Regions from separate parts of the Sus scrofa genome. Here region 1 is linked to region 2. A link is a contact called in public HiChIP or PLAC-seq data. All regions are on one chromosome and are shown on one strand. Each heading gives the region's core, a stretch centred on a gene start, on an enhancer-like site or on the middle of the called end of the contact. The rest is flanking DNA. Distances are from core to core; before and after follow the strand shown.

Evidence for each region. HiChIP or PLAC-seq counts read pairs in DNA pulled down with a chosen protein or histone mark.
Region 1: an H3K27ac HiChIP or PLAC-seq map of alveolar macrophages shows a contact between it and region 2. The contact joins the promoter of FAM199X here to the promoter of MORF4L2 in region 2. A contact is called at or near these places in 2 of 47 Hi-C or Micro-C datasets (embryonic fibroblasts and epiblast stem cells) and 1 of 2 datasets of contacts at active chromatin or transcription factors (alveolar macrophages).

The regions. Positions count from the first base shown.
Region 1 is chrX:84,934,230-84,941,791 of Sscrofa11.1, forward strand. It overlaps FAM199X (protein FAM199X), which reads left to right and starts at 2,924. Exons shown (of 6, transcript XM_003135275.6): 1 at 2,924-3,448. The coding sequence starts at 3,252.
Region 2 is chrX:84,562,785-84,569,839 of Sscrofa11.1, forward strand. It overlaps MORF4L2 (mortality factor 4-like protein 2), which reads right to left and starts at 3,520. Exons shown (of 4, transcript XM_003360402.4): 1 at 3,381-3,520; 2 at 450-538.

The DNA.
Region 1 (7,562 bases), core at 1,674-4,173, 370 kb after region 2:
TGGAGTCTCCACACTGAAATCTCTACTTTAAACCAAACTTCCAATGTTATTGAATTCTAGTCTTACCTCTTCCCTTTGAAATGCTGCCAAATCTTTGTGGAGTAGATGTTCTCTCTTGCTGTGATAAGTACACTCAGTGTTCGTTTTATCAGCAGGTTGTACTGGTGATATTTGGGGATCTGATTTTATATATACAACATATTATTCAATATATCTAGATATAGATGAGGATATAGATGTAGATACATATACATACATACTCTGCATCCATCAAACACATGAAAAAATTATAAGTGTTAGATCATAGCTCATTGGGTCAAGTTCAATACATTTCTCTCCAATAGTAACCAAAATGATAAAGACTGGTTGGCAATTCTCAGTCCCATTCAGTCTCTTCACAACCCTCTTGCAGTCCATCATCTCTCTGGGTGATAAGTTATGCACTGGAGGAAGGTAGGTCACCCCAGGGTTGCCTTCCAGGCCCAGATCCTCAAAGGTCGAGAATTAATATATACATATTAGAATTATTCCATTTCAATTATAACAGGAGGGAGGGATGAATTGGGTAAATGCATTCAGACTAGGTACACCCAAGGGATAAACCAAGCAAATCGAAGTAGGGGAAGAAGGGAGGATACATAATAGTCATCAACTCCCAGTGACTAAGAACTTGGTAAATATGGACTAGAACATCATTACCATATATTAAAATAAACATTACATGCATAGTACACATTCTCTATGTACTTCTGTCATTAGCTATATCTCTATTTCTCAGCTGAAAAATATACTCAAGGGAATCCTTTTAAAAGAAAAACATTCTCTCAGACCCAATCATTTATGTGAATTCCTTTTGTAATACTATCTCTTAAGTATAAACAAACATAAAACTAAATATGGACTCTGCTCTTCATAAAGCTCCTATGCAAATTCAAAGTAAATTTACAAGTTATGCACAAATTAAAAAGTTAATTTAATGTGATATATGCTGTTGGTTGAGACAAAACTGCCTTTAGAAACCTGAATATGCTCTTGACCTCCAACATGTTTGTTTGTATTCCTTGTGAGGACTCTCCTTTCCCATCACTTTCCATTTTCAAACTACTAGAAAAATCTTCATTTGTACAGCAAGCCATGAAGTAGGAGGTTCACCTCATTTGTTTTCTCACTAGCTCATGACAATTAAAGTAGTATTACCTTGTGCCAACTTGGTTTTAAAAACAGACTCAAAAAAGTCATAATTATGTGGCAGTTATCATTCAATGATCCAGATACTACAGAAATATGCTTAAAACTGAATGTAAAACATACTTGTAAAAAAGCTCAGACTGTCATTGGATTCCAGTTGGAAAAACACTGTCCTTGTATAGTGTGTGTAAAAAAGATTTGTTTAAGTTTGATGATTTTTGCCAGCTTCTTCTTAATACTTTCTGGTGCTATTACCTGAGTACCTGTATTTATAATGCAGCACTTGACTCTTGCTTCATTTGGACAATAAGATCTCTTGTTTGTGGGGACTAAGCTATGGCCTATTCTTTCTCACTTGTCCCAGGCCTTTGGGCATTGGAGCATTGTGAACCACTGGTCAAAACCATCATTACTCTCACTTCCACGATCTTTAAATTAAATGAAAGAAGACAGACATACTCAACATTTAGAGTAACCAAATAACTGAAGCAAGACAATATATAAATTTTAAGGAGTGGTTAAGGAGTTGTTTTCCTTATAGGTTGAATAAATAGGACAAGGCACAGAGTTTAAGACTGAGGCTCCTGTGACAACTCTCCACTTCTCCCAACCCCCTTTATCCTCCTCTTCCTGCTACGTTCTCTCTTCTTCCTTTCCACTTACTTCAGATCTGTGCTTCCCTCAAGGTTGATTGTAATGTTTTGCCATAAAGCTAAGTATACTTAATGTTTTTATTGAGGGACTATGACCTTATCATTTTATATGAGAATGTGTTTCCTTTTATAAAATAGTAGTAAGTTTAAAAAATTGTCTTTATTTGGCAAAATAAGTAGTTGGCAATCTTGCGTTTTCCTCCGACTTATTTTTCAAAAACTTATCTTCCAAGAAAGATCTAGAACCACTTGTCAGAAGACGGAGAAAAGAGAAAGGGATAGGAAGAAAAGCATGTAACACCTATAAGTTGATTTAAGTTGAACATGTATATCATAATATATCTTCTATGAGATCATTGGCAGGAATGCCTGTCTCATTTGGGAGTCAGGGAAGGCTTCACAGAGGAGGTAACGTTTGAGCTGGGGCTTTAAGGATTAGCAGTGGAGAAATGGCAGGACATTCCAAGCAGAATACATAATGCGAACAAGAGCACAGAGCACAAAAGAGCACTACGTGTCCAGCAACTCTAAGCAGCCTGGTGTCTGTTGCGCAGAGTTCTCTGGGTTAGGTGATCAAGGGTGAAGCGGGGACTATTTTTCCTACTTGGCTTACTTCCCCTGCAGCTCACTGCACAGTGCTGGGCACACACCCCGCAGGAGCTCAAGAAATACTTGTTGAATTGGGACGGGGTGATCGAGTGCGCTGGGAACCAGAGCCTCCGAATTCTTTCTCACGCACCCTCAGTATGACCTTGGCCAAGTCCCTTTTCTCAGGGCTGCGGCTTGCTGCTTAGTAATCGGCCGAGGGTGAGAAAGCGGGGGTGGAGGTTGGCCTGCGGCACCGGGCCCTTCCAGCGCCTAGAATCCCTGATTTGACGCGTGGAGCGGGGCGGGGCTGGGCGGGAGGCGCGGGCTGCGGCGAACCGAGATTCAGTTCCTCCTCCGCGCCAGCAGGGGGCACAGGGAGCAGCTTCTCGCCGCCCTTCCCCTCCCTGCGGGCGCCTGGCGGACTGCAGCAGTCGCGAGCTGCGAGCGCAGTGGGCGGGCCGGGCGGCGGCGGCGGCGGCGGCGGCGGCGCGGCGGCGCGGCGCGGCGCGGCGCGGCGCGGCCCTGCGCTGACTGGGTTGGGTCGGGCGGCGGCGGCGGCGGCGACGGCGACGGCTGAGGCGGCTGCAGAGGCCACCGAGGCGCTGACTGGGTGGCCGGCGGGCCCCTGTGGCGTCGAGCAGCCCCTACGTGCCGCCTGGCACTCCCGGGGCAGCGGTGGGCCGCGGCGCGCAGCCTGCCAGTGAGCTGCAGCGGGCACACCCCGGCGCAGCGGCGACTGCCGACAGGTTAGAGTGGGGGCAGGGACAGGCGCGGGAGCAGCCCGTGGCCAGAGTAGGAGCCCGAGCCAGGCCATCTCCAACCATGTCCGACGAGGCGTCAGCCACCACGTCGTATGAGAAGTTTCTAACCCCCGAGGAGCCCTTCCCGCTTCTGGGACCCCCTCGCGGGGTGGGCACCTGCCCGAGCGAGGAGCCGGGCTGCCTGGACATCAGCGACTTCGGCTGCCAGCTCTCCTCTTGCCATCGCACGGACCCTCTCCACCGCTTCCACACCAACAGGTACGAAGCTCCGCCGGGGCCAGGGGCTGATGGCCCACACCCCTGCCTCCCGGGTGTCCCCCATCCTGGCCCTCCGCCTCGGGTCTGCGCTTCCAGTCGTCCCCTCCCCCACCTTCCTCCGCCCTGCGCTCATTCCCGGGCTCCTTCCCTCTCCCTCTTTCACCTCTGCCCTCCGATTTTCCTTTTGGCCGGCATTTTACTCTCTCTTTACCCCCCTATTCATCTTCTGACCCAGCGACATCTCCCGCCCCCTTCCCGCTCCATCTGGACCCTGAGGATCTCAGGCCCCCACCCTGGATTTTTAGATGCTTCCCTGTTTCCATCAATCCGCAAAAGTTTAACCCCTTCCATTTCCGGTACGTATAGAGTGGGTTTCGGATGGCTTAGAATCAATGCAGGGATCTTCTGAGAGGTGGCATTTTTAAAAGCTAGAATCTTCCATTTCGCAATTTTTAACCTGTCTCATAGCCCTATTTCTCATAGCCCCCCCCCCCATTTTTTAGTGAAGCTCTAGGAAACCTGACGACTCTTTTTTTCCTCTCCTCTATGAACTCTTTGCCCTAGCGCTTTGGGCTCTGCCAAGATGTATAAGCTTAAATCTGGAAGATTCCTTCCTGAAGCATATCCTTTGGTTTGCTCCCCCAGTGGAGGGATGGAGCGAAGCTTAGGATGGGCTTGTTTATACAGATTTATTCAGAGGATGCATCCCCTAACTGGTTTTTATTGGAAGGTACAGTGTTCTGGAGAATTCTCTCATGCAGACATTTAAATGTGTGTCAAATGTGAGGGATTTGAAGATTTTTTACACATAGCCTCAAACCGTAATATAGGTGCATATTATACACACACACACACACACACACACACACACACACGCCTGGGAGGTTGTGTGGAGAACAAGGGAGGAGGGAGGAGAAGAGGAATTAAGCTATAGAAAATACTGGAATTGAGTTAAGGAGTCTAGTTCTGATTTCTGATCCAGTTTACAAAATGACCATGAACAAATCCCTCCACATTCTAATGTCTTTTGCATGCCCCCTCCCCCACCCCTTAAATCAGTCTACAGATTTACTGAGTTTATACCAAACCAAGTAGAGGGAATATATAAAATATGATTCTTACCTAAAAGGAAGTTACAGTCTGGAAGCAAGACTGTAATCATAGAGAGCGTCACTATAAAACATTTAAAACGGAAGTGATAGTAAATTTCTTACAACTATTCCAAATCCTCATTGCAAAAATGAGGGAACTGAGGCCCAGAAAGAAAAGACTGAGTTCAAGGTCATAAAACCGAGTTAGGCAAAGCCAGGATTACTTCTTTGAAGCCAGTGATGAAACTTGGAACAGAACTAATGGCTCCAGTGTTATAAATGGTTGTTATAGTTTCTTAGACTAACTCACAGAAGCTTTTCTAACCCGTGATGTGACTATAACATGAACACAATGTATTGATGAAATCAAGTGTGCTTAAGATAGTTGGAATTGGGAAATAAAAGAATACTTATGCACATATTTGATATTTAGGTTTTGCAGCATTGGGGTAAATAAACACAGGGAAGTTAATGTTCGCAGAAATAGCCTGCTCTGACGATGAGGGCAAGGGAGTGGGGACAGGCTGAGGGTAAGCACTGCCAAAATATGTGGGGGGGATGGGGGGTGAAGCAAGGCGAATAAATACATATCTTACAGCTTGTCCTGTTCTCTCTCCTCCTCCCCATTTTTCCTTGTGTTTTTCTAACCCTTTTCTCACAAACCTTGGTGCGGTCAAGGTTGTTTTTCCAAAATGAGGTGGTGAAGATAGAGGGGGAGGTTCCTGTTCAGCCCTAGTTTTCCCAAGTTAAGCATTATTTTTTCTAGTTACTGCCTGCTTTTTTAAAAACCTCCCTCTCCTTCAAGCTTTTCACAAGGCTTGGAGGTCTGATGTGTCCTGCTCTGTACCCTTTTCAGCAGAGATTATGGGAAGCAGAATTAACAATACTTACGGAAGATGATGTTTCTTCCCTAGGCTACTTTGCTTTTTAAATCTTTCCTCCTTCTGGAATGTTCTGCCTTCTTACCCCCTCTCAAGATGGCGTTTGAGAAGACCATATGCTTCCAGTCATTCCTTTTCAGGAAGAAGCAGACAGCTAAATCATGTATATGGGCAAAGTTTAGATTAGGGAGTTCTTTTATTTTGGAGTTGTATGTGTCAGTTTTTTCTTCACATCGCATCATTTGCCAAATCAAGCAACAGTCGGATCTGAATAGCAGAGTACTGATATCCTGCCTTGGGTTTAATCATTATAAAACAAGTTTTCATTGAAAGTAGAAAGCTTGTCAGAGGGTAGGTACTTGATTTACCTTTTGTTTTGCTTCTTCCTTGTTGCCTGGTAACAAAACTGTGAAGATTGTTTAAATAATACCGTTGATAAGGTGCTTATGATGATGAGTTTTTTGACTGCTCATATACTGGTCTCTGGGCTGTATATGCAGTCTTCATTAACCAAGAGAGTCAAGGCACTCTTGCTTTTTTTAAAATTTAGTTTTATTGACGTATAGTTGACTTACAATGTTGTGTTAATTTCTTTTGTGCAGCAAAGTGATTCAGCCATACATAGACACATATCCATTCCCAAACAGGTTATCACAGAACATTAAGTAGATTTCCCTGTGCTATACAGCAGGTCCCCATTGATCACCCATTCCATATACAAAAGTGAAGGCACTGTTACTTACGATCCCTAAATTTGAATGTTCGTGTTGTGTTCAGATTAGAATCACCCAGATTGGTGATGTAGATTGGTGTGTCACCCGTCTAGGTTCAATAGAAAATAAATTACATGAACATAGCCAGCTTCATAAGAATTCACACTTTTCTAGGAGTATCTTTTAGGGTTTTATGACCAAGTTGGATTTGTATAGAATTTGGGGGAGGGGTAAAATAAATTTCAATAAGCCAAAAAATTTAATTATTGTTAACAGAAACATCAATATGGAATATATATATATATATATTTTAAGGCTCTTTTGGTTCATCAGAGACAGGGTTTTTCTGATATAATTGTGGGTTTTCTCTTAGCATTGTCCACTGTAACCTCCACTGTCATAAAAAAGGATATCATTTAGCAAGTTGAAAAATGTATAATGATATTAGTAGGTCCTATAATTAAGTTGTGAGATAATGGAAGTTAATATGAACTACTCAGTGTGTTCTCTTTATCTTTCATGAGTACATCAGTACTTTGACACTGAACAATTGTGAAAAGCATGTGGGAGGACAGTACCTCACTTTTGTACACCCTATTGGCAGGATACAAAATGAACTGCATATTGTATGAAACAGTTACTCAGTTTTGTGACTTCCAAGCCCCATTTTCAATCACCATTAACTACAAAAAGCCCAAGACTACCATGCGCTTTTTGTTCCACCCACAGTTTTCCTATCTTGATAGAGAATTAGAGGTGCGGAAGAGCTGTGAGTTGCAGGTAGAAGAACCATGTTTCATGAAGTGAGATAGGTTACTGAGGGAGGGGAAATTTGGTTTGGGGACCTGTGACAAATTGAGAATGGGGATCAGGCTTTGGAGAACTGTCCTGGCTACATCTCTAGATTTGGGGATAATCAGAAATACCAGTAGTGTGGTAGAAGCAGAACTGTGGGTTACGAAGGTTGAGAGAATAGAAGAAACATTTCAATAAATTTAGTAGGGAAAGGAAGGAGAGATGTGGTAATTTGAAAAAAAAAAGTGAAGGCCTCTTCATTTTTTTTTTTTTTGCCTTGTTGAGTTTTTATTTCCCAAGAATAGATATTTTAAGCTTTTTTTTTTTTTTTGTCATTTTTTTTTTTTTTTTTTTTGCTATTTCTTGGGCCGCTCCCGCGGCATATGGAAGTTCCCAGGCTAGGGGTTGAATGGGAGCTGCAGCCACTGGCCTATGCCAGAGCCACAGCAACGCTGGATCCGAGCTGCGTCTGCAACCTACACCACAGCTCATGGCAACACCGGATCATTAACCCACTGAGCAAGGGCAGGTTCCGAACCCGCAACCTCATGGTTCCTAGTCGGATTCATTAACCACTGCACCACGAAGGGAACTCCAGATATTTTAGCATCATAGAAGCAGCTCACAGAAAAGC
Region 2 (7,055 bases), core at 2,270-4,769:
CCCTCAACAATCTGATGAGGAAGGAGCTATATTATTATCTTTATTTTACATATGAGGAAATTTAGAGACAAAGTATCTCACCCAGGATTGAACAGTAAGTGGCAGAGCCAGGATTTAAATTCAGGAAGTCAGTATTTGTTCTTGACCATTAAATTATGCTGCGTGTGGCATGCCACAAAGTAAAAAAAGAATATGGATGTATGGAGCTAACTGTAAGGGATCAATTACAGTACCTTTAAACAAGGAATGTTAAGATTATATGGCCCTCTGTTGTTTAGGCACTTTCTACACTGGAAGCACAAATGGACTTAGCTCCATCCTTCCCTTAGAATGTAGGGTGCTTTCCTAGATAGGCGCTTATTAATCCTCAAAATATTCCTGGACAGTTAGGAAGGTTATGTGGAATTATCCTGTTTGAGAACTGAGGCCAGGAAAAGGGAGGCACTTACCCAAGATTCTGTAATCAGCAATGTTCTGCAATCAGGATCAGATCTTCTGATCCTTACTATACAGCAAACTTAGCTTTTTTGATGGTAGCCTAGAAGGTCAAACAAGGGGACAGGAAAGGACACAAAATAAAAAGATATGAGATGAAGGTTTTCTTCTCCATCAATGCATTTTTTTCACACACAAAGGACACCAAAGATGACAAATAACGTACAAGTGTTTTTTCCTTTCTTATGGTTACATTTTCAAATTTACCTTATTTCTGATAAACTAATTTACCCTGATTTCTGATAAACTAGTTTGTTTTTGCCTTTAAAAAATTTTAATTAAGGATAATTGCAAATGGATAAAAATGTAGAGGGAATAATATTATAAGCCTATGCGAATCTATCCTCCAGCTTCAACAATTACCAACTGAAGGCCATCTTGTTTTATCTATAACCCCACCCACTGCTCCCCCCCCACTCCGTTTTTTTCAAGCTCAGTGAATAGCTGACTTTCTGTATTTTATTATGGAAAATTTCAAACATATACCAAGAAAGCCAGTATAATTTAAGAAATCATATATGCCCATCACTCAGCTTAAACGATTAACTTAGGGCCAATTTGGTTTCATCTATACCCCTCCCCACGTCCCCCTACCGCTGAGATTATTTTGAAGCAAATCATAGATATCAACATATTTTGAAGCCAATCTCAGACATTTTACTATTTAATCCGTATTTTCATATATATTGCTACAAGCTAAAGACAATTTGAAACCATAACCACAATACCATTTTAACGTCTAAAACATCGTCATCAATTTCCCCCAAAAAATCGAATTTGAATACGACTTCAAAATATCCCGATGCATCTTAAACAGTTTTTTAAAAAAATATAGTTAATGTGTCCGAATCAGGATCCAAACAAGGCCTACTCATCGCATGTGGTTCATCTCCAGCTCGCTCATTCTCCATCTCTCCCCACCCCCATCCCCCCCGCCGCTTTTTTTTTAAACTTTTCAATATGGAAAATTCCAATCCCCGCTATTTTGAGGCAATTCCCAAATAAACTATTCCATCGGTAAAAACTGATACGTCTCTTTTATATCTCGAATTTCTTCTAGGGGAGGAGATGATGGGCAGGAAAAACACTATAATGAACGACTTTACATAATTTATGTTTTCTTTCTCTATTACGCGTTTTTTTCTCTCCATAATAACAGCTAATATCTTCCGGAGTCAGGCTTCATATTAAGTTATTAAGCGTATTATATTATATTACTTTGCATTCGTTAGTTATACGCACTAATATACAGCACACGCCTCTGAGGCACACGTCTCTGAGGTAGATACTATTATTATCACCATTTTACAAACATGGAAACCGAGACACAGAAAGAACGGGAGCCAGCCCAAGCTGGGCGTTGGCGAGTAGGCATTTGAATCTAGCTCTGCCTGATTGTGAAGCCATCAGTTAATCTTGTCTATATACGCAACGATAAGAGGAAATCGGCAACCCTTTCTCCCCACCCCCACCCCGAAACCTGAAACGAGAATCCAGTTCTTTCCAGCAGCCGACGTGTGATCACTGCCGACCCTCCAACCGCCATAGTAAAGCCAGGTTTCTCTGGCAACTGATATCCATAGGCAGACACGTCACCCTGGAGGCGGGCTTACGCCCTCTAGCCAATCACAATCGTCTTGCCTAAGTTTTAGAATGTTCCATAACCAAATGATTGGTGGAAGCCCACCACGTCAGCAATGACACTTAGCCGCAGTAAAGGCGGGTGCTAGCAACCTGCTTCTTCACGGTTAAGACTTGAGGAAAACCAATCACCTTCCTCCTTTAGTGCGGACTGTGGCCAATGACGTTCGCCCTCTTAGGTTCTTAGCCCGCCCCCCAAAAGCGCGACAGCAGTTGGGTCATAAGTCTATAGGGCAGGGTGTTCACGTGGCCTATTTTCACGACCCAGAGTTCCTCTGACCAGAGGTTTTTTCTTTTTTTTTTTTTCTTTCTTTCTTTTTTTTTTTTTTTTTTCCTGCAGGGAGGCATTATGGGTTTTTTTTCCACTGGGAAAGGAAGTGTCTACGTGGCCTGCGGAAACAGGATGGGCGGAAATGAGCTAAAGTTCCCGCGAGTGGGGAAGCGCGAGGTCAAATCTGGGGCCACGCCCCCAACCTCTTGCGCAACTCTTGGAGAAAAAAAAAAAGGCAGAGTGGGGTTTCGGTGTGTATGCTGGTGGCGGGTGGCGGCGTGCTGCGGCCGTGTGGTGTCAGGGCCACGGCGTTTGTGCGCAGGCGAGCCCGCGTGGCCTTGGGGATGGCTTATGCGCGAACGCCAGGCCTCGTGGCGTTGGAGGCGGGTGTGCGCAGGCGTGCGCCCCTAGCGTTGGGGCCGTTGTGTGTCGCCGAGCGGGTGCGTGCGCCTTCGTGTGTGTGTGTGTGTGTGTGTGTGAGTGTGTGTACACGCGCGCGCACGGATGTGTGCGGGGGCGCGCGCTCTGTAAGAATCGTTTTCTACTTTCGTAGGTTTGAATATTGTTCTGATGAAAAGGAAAATCATTAAATAGTTAAGGCAAGGCGACCGTAACTAAGATAAAGGGTCTTTGCTAGGGATATTTCGATCTCTCATCGATTTAATTTTAAACCCTAAAATTACACTTTCTTCCCACGTTTTTTTCCGTGTCAAAATCCTGTATTAAACCCTAGCCCTCCAGTGGTTAAAAGCCGAACCTTCCCGTTCCTATATTAGCAATTCCACGAAACAGTTTCTTTCCTGTTCCCTAATAACCTTCTCCCCACCTCTTACCCGCTCCCTCCCCTCCCCCCTTCCCCAAGTTTTGTACAATTCTCTTGGCACAAACAATTTTCTGCAGAGAATATCTATATACAACAGACTTCCCCTCCACTAGGGACTCCCAATTTCTGTAGGAGTTGAGGCTCTCTTACCTTTCACTCCTGATCTCCAAGCAGTGTGCTCTTCAGGCAAGTACGCGCTCAGTTAATTTTCCAGAAAGTTCTCTGGATGAGGTTTATACCTTTTGCATCTGCCACTAGATGCCGCCAAATTCCATCAAAGGATTGGCTGTTTGGTCCCTGGAATTATGGGATTCCCCCCCCCTTTCTGATTTGCTGAACTCTTCAATCTATAGAAATCACTCATATATATTTCATTGCTGGGGAAAAATCAATTTAATTTCTGTTAATTGCTCTATCAGGAGACTATGGCCCTAGATACAAATGTTTTACCTCATTTCCTTATTAAAAAAAATCACCCCTCCCATTCTTCTTTCTTTCTTGCCTTTTTTTTTTTTTGCCAGGGGTGGGCAGTCAGAACTGATGAAAGACTTGAGGTACTGGTGCTGATGAAGATTGGAAGCGTCTCTGGGGTTAGGATCTTCACTTCAAGTGCTTCCCTCACCCTTACCCACCCCCACCCCAAGTGAAAATATAGATGGCTTGTTTAGTTAGTAAAGACATACATCTTTACTGGACTTGGACCCAATTACTGAAAACTGATTTTCTTTTCCTCTTGAAATTATGATTAGGTATGTGTTTCTACCCTGTTTTCTGTAGTGGTACTGGTAAACCGTATTATGTTTTTGGAGTCAAAGACCTGATTTTAAACCTTACTCCACCATTTACTAGTTCTGAGGCCCTGGGATTTATATGCTGTGCTTTCAGGTTTTTTTTTGCATGCCTTCTGTGTTTTAGGTAGTGTTACCATATTCTTCACACAGATATTCTTTTCTTCTTCACAAAATCCTTATTAGATGGATACTAATCAAAATCAAACAAAAGTTGTACCTCTTTCAGTTATAGATCCTATACATGTGTGCATGCACGCAGGTATGCGCTCATAAATACGCACACATACACCCCCCCCCCCCCCCGGGGAATGGGTGAGGTTTAGAGCAGAGGTTCTCAAAGTGTGTTTCCCAGACTCACCGGTAGCATCATTATCACCTTTTGGGAAGTTGTCAGAAATTTATAGTCTCAGGCCTCACCTCCAACCTAACCAGTCAGAAATTCTAGGAGTAGGGTTTGGCTTTCTGTGTTACGACAGATAACAAACTGTTCTGGTTATTCCAGCGCACACCGAAGTTAAAAAGCACTGCTTTGAAGAGCAGAAATAAAATGCTTATTTTTGTACACTCCACTAGAGGGTGCTGCAGAATGTAAAGCCAAAAAAAAAAAAAAAAAAAAAAAAAAAAGTACATGTTCTATTGAGACACCCTGCATGTTCTCTGTCCCGTTTCACAGATTAAAAATTATTGTGTAGCAGAGTCAATTATTTTCTCAAGTGCATACAGAAGTACAGGAACCAGGATTGAACTTTACCTGCCCCTTGAACTCAAGCCCTTGCCAGTACTCTGTTATTCAGCCAAAACAGCTTGTCTTTCAGGGTCTCAAAATACATTACAGATACCTTGTTTTCTGCTTTGGCTACTGTTGATTAGAGCATCAAGAAGAGGGCAGGGAAATGGAAATATTTAGATGATTTCATACCTTCCCTTATCTCCATTCTATAGATACCACATAAAATCTCATGTGTTTCCTCTCTTGCTTTTATGTTTCCCAAATGCTCTCTCTACCCTGCAGTTGTCTTTTTTTAGTTTATTTATAAACCTCTTCCATGTGCAGAGAAGGAAAAAGGATAGTGAGAAAACAGTTATTGAAAGCCACAGTTCCTTAATAGCTCTAAGCCATTAATCCCAACAATGAGCCTATAAATTAGGTGATAATTATTTTATAGATGCTGAAAGTGAGTTCTAGAGTCTATAATTATTTCTCTTTGGTTATATAACTTGTAAGTAGTGGAGCCTAGGTAATTCCTAGTGTACCTGACATTACTACTCTGCTAAACCTTCAATTGCTTGGTTTTGAATCTGGTTTAGTTATTTACATATATGTGACTTTCAGCAAGTTCTTTAATTTTTCTGAGCCTCAGTTTCACCATATATTAAGTGGGAACAAATATTCCTGCATCATAATCTTAGAGCTGCAGTATCCAATACAGCAGCCACTAGACACATTTGAATTCATTAAATTTAAGTAAAATTAAAAATCTAGTTCCTCAGTAGTACCATATTTTAAGGGCTCAGTAGCTACTTTTGGCTAGTGTTAGTGCCAAATCAGATACCGAGAGATACAAAACGTTCCCATCACAGACGATGTTATGGGACAGTGCTGATTTAGCACATATAAAGTATGTAAAAGGCTTAACATGGTATGTATTTCACGGCAGGTGCCCAGGAAAAGTCATTTCCTCTGCTTTTTCAGCACCAGAGCTAGGCATGGTCTATTTTACTCGAGAGAGGAGTCATTTACCCAATGTACTATATAAGAAGGGATGTATCTGACATTGTCATTCAGTCTGACTCTTGCTCCAATTTTCTGTCTGGTAGACCTGAACTTATGCTCTGCTGAGTGAGGTCCCAAAGCCAAGTGTATGAATAATACGGATTAACTTTGGAGTCAGGGTCGTAGCCGAAAAAAACATAGGAGCTGAATGCCTTCTATGTGCCAGGCAAGCACTATGCTCGGCTCTTTATATTTATATCTTCATGAATCCTCATTGAGGCCCAGAGAAGTTATTCACTCCAAGGTGCCAATTAATAAACAGCAGAGCAAAGATTCAGACTTCTCTGTGACTGCAAAGCCCTCGTGATTTCCCACTGTGCCATGGTACCCTCTCAGATGTGAATACTCTTCCTGCCCATTCCACTTACTTGTCTGCAGCTTTCTGACTCTTATTGGGTCCTCGGAAAATGCGAGTTTTCTCTTCTTCCTTTGATTTTACAGCTGAGTCACTGTCTTCACAAGCTATGTCAACCGAAAGGGAAAGATAGCTTCGGTCAATATTTGGCTTCAAGGCCCAAGGCCAGACAGAGGCTGTTTATGGTTGCCAACTTCACAGAACACCCAATGGCTCTAAGATCTCTCAGTGAATTCTCAAGGCTGCCATTTGCTCAGATGATGCCTTTGTGCTAATTAGAAATATATGCCACCTGGAGGCAGACAAATTGCAAAGAAGTGTCCACTCTAGTGGAGCAGTAAGAAAATTTTGTTTTCTTTCTCAGAGATATTGACGCTACACCAGGGCAGGTGAAGAATAAATTTCAGCCTCCACTTTTTCCCTCTTAATTGGGTACCCTTGTGCAGGGTACAACCTGCCCTGCCCTACAGTATCTACTGGCCTTGCTTGTCTTACCTCGAGACGATGAAAGCCTTCTTAGATCTGGGAGGTAGCGGTCAGTCTGTTCTGGAGGGTGGAGAGGAAGACCAGTGTCTTCCCATGGCTTCTAGGTAGTAGATGAAATTGCTTCCATTCTTTTTTTTTTTTTTTTTGTCTTTTTTTTTTTTTTTTTTTTTTTTTTGCTATTTCTTTGGGCCGCTCCCACAGCATATGGAGGTTCCCAGGCTAGGGGTCGAATCGGAGCTGTAGCTGCCAGCCTACGCCAGAGCTACAGCAACGCGGGACCTGAGCCGCGTCTGCAACCTACACCACAGCTCACGGCAATGCCGGATCGTTAACCCACTGAGCATGGGCAGGGACCGAACCTGCAACCTCATGGTTCCTAGTCGGATTCGTTAACCACTGTGCCACGACGGGAACTCCCC